Linked DNA regions of Nothobranchius furzeri: region 2 is linked to region 1. The links are chromatin contacts, called in public Micro-C maps. All regions are on one chromosome and are shown on one strand. The core of a region is the stretch at or near the end of the contact, and the rest is flanking DNA. Distances in the headings are between cores, read along the strand shown. Region 1 has its middle 8.7 kb from the start of gper1. Region 2 has its middle 4.6 kb from the start of LOC139070069.

The links. A called contact is a pair of places that touch in the nucleus more often than the background predicts.
Region 2: a Micro-C map of tail fin shows a contact between it and region 1, with 4 times the contacts expected there. The contact joins two enhancer-like sites. A contact is called at or near these places in 2 of 2 Hi-C or Micro-C datasets (skeletal muscle and tail fin).

Annotation. Positions count from the first base shown.
Region 1 is chr5:4,028,797-4,031,928 of NfurGRZ-RIMD1, forward strand. No RefSeq gene overlaps it. Among protein-coding and RNA genes, the nearest start is that of gper1, 8.7 kb to the left of the region's middle. Within about 2 kb of position 1,690, at least 1 of the 3 cell types and tissues checked has an H3K27ac peak or open chromatin away from gene starts, as enhancers often do. A contact at or near this core is called in tail fin, where this site is marked.
Region 2 is chr5:4,071,273-4,074,397 of NfurGRZ-RIMD1, forward strand. No RefSeq gene overlaps it. Among protein-coding and RNA genes, the nearest start is that of LOC139070069, 4.6 kb to the right of the region's middle. Within about 2 kb of position 1,264, at least 1 of the 3 cell types and tissues checked has an H3K27ac peak or open chromatin away from gene starts, as enhancers often do. A contact at or near this core is called in tail fin, where this site is marked.

The DNA of each region.
Region 1 (3,132 bases), core at 440-2,939:
GAGGATGGCTGCTTATACTGAGCCAGGATTCTCTGGAGGTTTCTTCCTGTTAAAAGGGAGTTTTCCTCTCCACTGTCGCTGCATGCTTGCTTAGTATGAGGATTGCTGTATAGTCACTGACACTAGTCAGTGACTTGATGCAATTTGCTGGGTTCCTTATATAGGAAACATTATTTCTGATTGGCTTAATGAACTGTGAATTGGAATGTTTATTATGTGAAGTGCCTTGAGACGACTCTTGTCGTGATTTGGCGCTATATAAATAAACTTGAATTGAATTGAATTGGTCACGTGGTGTTAATCGCCTCTCGTAACCCCCTGTACACTACACGACTGCTCGGCGCAAAACTCGCCCCGATGTCGTGGATTCTCGCACGAATGGAAAATCGGCTCAAAAAAGTGAAAAAGTCGCACAGTGTACGCCCGGCTTTAGTCTAAAGCATAAGAAGCAGAATAAATATTGTTTTCACCTGCTTCAAGATTTGTTATAAAAAGCTGTTGTTAGTTCTTTTGGTGACGCCTCCTCTGGCCTGCAGGCCACATCTGCCCATGAATGCTTCAGTCAAGGACAGCATGGGAGAGAAGTCAAGGCCAGGCTTTAAATATCACCTGGAGGTTTGAGGGTTAGAACAAACTCCCAAGATTTATAAATGGCCATCCTTATATCACATTTTCACCACATTTTACTGAAGGTCTGCTGAAATCATTCAGACAAGCTGCATCACTTGGTTTGGAAGCTGCAGTGTTACTGAGAACCATTCGGCAGCCCTCCGTGACAATGGCTAAGAGGGTCACCAGGGTCAGACCGTCCTCAGGGGCCATTTTCTGCAAGAGATACGAGAGGTGAGCACTCCCTCTCACCCTGCCCTCAAGCTGGTTAACACGCTGCCAACCAGGAGGATGTTTTCACTTCCTCTGATCAAGAAAAACCTGAATGTGTAACTGTTTCATTCCTCAGGCACTAAGGTGGCTGTTTCCAGTAGCACTCGTCTAGATGCGTGTGTGCATGCGTGTGTGTGTGTGTGTGTGTGTGGGTGTGTGTGTGTGTGTGTGTGTGTGTGTGTGTGTGTGTGTGCGTGTGCAGACAGCACCTGTCTCAGAGAAGCTGATGTTGTAGTCAGGGCAGACATGCACTGTCGGTGCAACAGAGACTCTGCTAACATAAACAAGTTTGAGTTTTTGACAACAGGAGGAGGACAACAGAAACCAGACTCAGCCTGTAAAAAAATAAGGTTTTTCAGTGTCTTAGTAGCTGAGGTGGAAAATGAACAGAATAAAATGTCGGAGGCTACGTGAACAGCAGCTAGGAATGTAGCAATCGTTCAAGTGGAAAGGTGTCAACGCGGAGGCAGGAGAGAAAGAAATGAAAGAAAACATTTCTGTTTACTACAAAGGAACGCACCCTTCAGTCACAGGAATGCTAACCCGTTACACTTATTTGCTCAAAATTGATGAGATTTGGGTTTTTTTTTTCAGTTGGAGGTAAATCTAACAGTATGAAGCATGGATCTGCTGTGAAGTGTCTGCACTAACCTCTTAAAACTGACATTCACTGCAACAACAATTATTTGCATGTTTTATAGCTCGGTGTCTCCTACAAGGAGGATAAATAATATTAAAAGCACACCATAATCCTACTTCCGGATCATAAATGTGCATGGCAGCTGCGTTTCCGGTTTGTGTCCACAAGGTGGCCCGCTGGTATAAAGCGTAAGTTCCTTCTGGACAAAGAACGTGTGCTGTGATGTCACTGGCTCAGGAGACCATCAACATTCAGAGTAATGGCTGATGTATTTGGGAGGATCTGGTGAAATAAGGGATTGTTTCTCATTTTAAGGTGTAGGATTAAAGCCAAAATCACACCAGAAAGTGGGAGGTCTAGAGGAGGGTGGGTAGGAACACCGTCATCTGCCTCCACTTACCAGTCTGGTGTTCTGGCTCTATCCAGCATCTCGACCACAAACTCAGAAGCAAACTTCCTGCCAAGTCCGGCTCCGCTGCACTGCTTCCAGGGCCGCGTTTGATATTTAGCTGATGCTGGGATTTTATTGTCAGCCTCATCTTTTTTTTCAGCTCTTGATTCTACAGAAAAGGAACAAACGCTGTTGTCAACAGAGGAAGGGCGGGCTGTTTTCCCAACATCTGCCCTGGTCCACTGGTTTTCCCATGAGATGGAGAGACGTGGAGGGTCAAAGATGAACACTCTGCTCTGAGAGATTTAGTTTCATTCACCAGTGGAAGGTTTTCAGCGTAGGACCAGGACCAGTGTTAACCTAATGTAGTGACCTCTGTGTCTCTGTTTAAAAACACACATGCTTCATCATTTGGATGTTTATTTACTCCCTAAAACAGAAGCTGTCTTCATGTATCAGAAATGCTTCCAGCAGTAATATCCGTGAACGTATGGAGAAACAGATCTGATAGCATGACGGTGCTTCCTGGTGGAGACTGGCTCAGATGTTGGAGTGTTTGAGGTAATGGTGAGTTCACGGACCGGCTAATTACGCTCATTATCTGAGCAGATTCTGATCTCCAGAGAATGTTTGATCTTTTTCTAAAATAACACAGATTTGATTCACAACACGGAGAACACACACTTAGAACAAATTTACCGGTTGATTATTTCAGCTTGTTCTGTGTGGAGACGAAGCTCCACTGAGAGATGTTTGGAGGGTGGTTGCTGCTCCAGTCTAGACTATGAACATCTTTATCTGTACTTTCAGATCCACATGCTCATTTACAGTGCGCTCTTATCTTTTCTGCTCTGAATACATTCCTGAATTCTTTTTTCCCACTTTATCCAAAATCTAACCATACCCTGCTCCGTCTTGTCCTTTAACTTCAGTCTGATTTTTCCTGTTGGGAGGGAGGAATACAGCATGGGTCTGAGGTTTTGTGTGAAAGGTGCATGACAGCCAAACAAAACACATGAAGCTGAGTGTTCTGTCTTCTTTGGTGGTCTGAAGCTGTTTAAGGCTAAAGTTGACCCGTAGTTCTGGCTGAATTCTCTGAGAAAAGGAAATAATAATTAAAAAAAACATGAATGATGCGATTTTTCAGTACTATTTCATTTCTGCAGCAGAGCTCGAGAAGTTTTTTACAACGTGAGGAAAAATAAGACACTTATTTAGA
Region 2 (3,125 bases), core at 14-2,513, 42 kb after region 1:
TGAGGTCACCGGACGTCGAAACCACAATACTCAATGCAATAGTAGCTTCCTCTGAGTTCAGCTTCCCCGACCCTGAGATGCAACCCGGGGTCTGCAGGTTAGGTGTCCAAGGTGGATGTCTGAGTTGAAGTAGCTCTGGAAAGAGCTGTTGTGTCTGTAATCACTTGCAGCGTCACAGAAAGGTTTTGACTTAAGGTCAAAGGAGTTTGTTTCAAAAGAGGCTTCTTTCCCGATTTGGCCGAATCGAGGCTCAACTGGAAACTGAATTACTCGGGAAGTAAATCCTGTTTTAATAACCTCATTATTTATCATTTCTGGCATATTCTGGCAAGTCAGAATATGCCACACTGTAAAAAGAAAAAGTTGATCCAACTTAAAAAAAATTGCTTCAATCGGTAACAAGCAATTTAATTAAGTTCATCCAACTTAAATCATTAGTACAATTAGAATAATTTAAGTTGGATAAACTTAATTAAATTGCTCGTAACCAATTAAAGCAATTCAATTAGGTTGATTAAACTATTCTCTTTTTTCAGTGCATGTCTGGAAGACTTTACCAAAACATTCCTCAGAGAGCCACGCCTTCCTTCAGACACAAAGATGTTTTTAACCTTAATATGTATCTTATTGTAATGTGTGTGAGTGTAAACAATGATTGTCAAACACATACTTGTAATATGAATGGATCATTGTAAGAACAATATTCATTTTAATTTCATAGATTTAAGCACAGGTTATTCAAACTTTTGATTCAAACATCTTGTTCATTCATCACATATGATTATTTAACTTATGAGTTGTGGAAACTTCACTTGTTCAGAGTGAAGAATGTCTGGCATTCATGCAGAGAGTGTCGGACCTTGGGAGAGAATGTTTGTTTGAATGTTTTGTCTTCATGGAATGTCAACACTGGTTCTGGAAGGCCACATAGAAGGTGGATTTAGTTCTGTAGATGAAAGGTTATTATGCTGATCAACATATAGGTGAAAATTGACCCTTTTGGACATTACATCTGGTCACAATCATATTTATATTTTACCATTTAAAACTAACACTGTATTAGAATTTATCTATGACCATAACCATTCCTTTTTGAATCAGTGCTCCATATAACAACAGTTTGATGTCTACCAATAATTCACGCCCCTACATTCAAATAAACTATAGAGTAGAAAGATGTGAAACACACATCTGTACTGTATGACACACTCAGACTGTATAGCAGCAGGGTTTCATCACCTCGAGTGTGGTGCACTCTACAGCTGTTGTGTAACAACCCAGAACTTCTCTCAGGATATGAGTGAAAGAGAGACCGTGCGTATGTGTGTGTGTGTGTGTGTGTGTGTGAATGCACTAAAGTAGTCTGTCTGCTCGTGTACTGACAGACGGTTTGGTCATGCACACAGAACGTATCGGGTTGATCTTTACTGCACGCTGTGTGTTAACACTGGAGCAAAAGCAGCTTTATTTTGTTCTATACATAATTTATCAGTAAACTTCTGTAAATAGGACAACACCAAACACCAAATTTGAGATGACACAGATCTCTACTATCGCACGAGCAGTGAACCATGTTGTTCGTGCAGATCCCGTCTGAGACAGCGCTGGTGTTGCCAAATAGAATGCATCTGGATTGAGTTTCACCCTGCAGGGGTCTGGTCCTCAGCAGATGGTGCTCGCCAAACAAGCAAAACTGATTAGAACCAGAGAGGCAGTCCTTTCACTTACGTGCACTCGGATAACGTGTGCTTGGAAAATGGTTGGTTTTAGTAAGATGTTGTTAAAGGAAACAGACTGCTTTCTGATGGGGCTCTGAAGGCAGGTTTTCGTGTAAAAGCCGATGATGATGGATCCGTTTCATCTGTCTCTGTGAACCGCTGTAGGAACAGACGTTTTAATTCAAGATTAACTTGGTTTAGCAGTATGCCCATACTCAGACCTGACACAATTGGTTTTCATTTTGCAAAACATATTTGGGAATATTTGGGTTTGATCTACTAAAATCATCCCTAATGAAACAGTTTCTCTGCACACTAATTAATTTCTGTTCTGGATGTCAAGAAGCTGAATGTGGACTAAAATCCTGTTTTACTGGAGTACAGAAAGGTAGCTTTCTTTTCTTCATCTCACCACATGATGCCTACACGATACAAAAACACACCTATTATGGCCACACAGTCTGTTACTGTGTGGGAGCTGATGAGAGTCCACTGAGTGGTGGCAGCATCCAGTGTGGTCCCAGGATTTACTGACATTTTAATGTTTATTGTTTTTTTTTTTTTTTAATTTGGTTCAAGTCAGGTTTGCTGGAAATGGTGAAACAAAGCCTGGGACAGCTGAGTCCTTTGTGAAGCACTAAGTGGTTGGACACGATCATAGAATAACATTTAAACAGCTGTTCTGTCCCTGCAAAAACACACAACATGAAAGTGCCAACAACCCCATAACCCAGAGCCTTTCATCCCACCTCTCAGGGAAAGTTAATGTGACTAAAACAGAGATCTGGGGCACGAGAGAGAGGCTGACATTGTTCCTCTGACTCACATACTTAACCCACCAGAGGACAGACCACAGAGCCTGTGTTTGGATTCATGTCCCATCCGTACTCTCTTGTGGGAGGATTCCTGTGGTCCATTCCCACAGCCTCCATGTGAGGGTCCAGTCAGGAGAAATAGCTGTGCCTCCCACCTTGTGACAGAGAGCAGCTTCATGCCACACTCAGCAATCTGCTGCAGGAAAATTCTCTGTTTTTCCTCTGAACAATGTTGGCATCTGATGGGAAAACAGTTCATCTCGTCTGATCTAAAACGCTCCAAAAATAGTCCTCAGTTTTCAGTTTATTGGTGCAGCAGAGGGAGAGTGACTCTCCGTAGGAATTAGGATATAAAACATTTGTCGCTATAGAAGAGGGAGCTCATTGTAGTCCACAGCGGTGTTTGGAATTTCCTGGATCACCAAATCATCTTGTCCAACAATATTTGGGAAGTGTGAAAAGTTTGCTGACCTTGAAGTGAACCAGGAGATTTTAGCTGTGGTGACTGGTCACATTCTCACTCTTTCACCACTGGTGACCATGGATACAGTCGTCTTTGTTTGTTGGTAACCATCAAAGACTTCAAAGACGG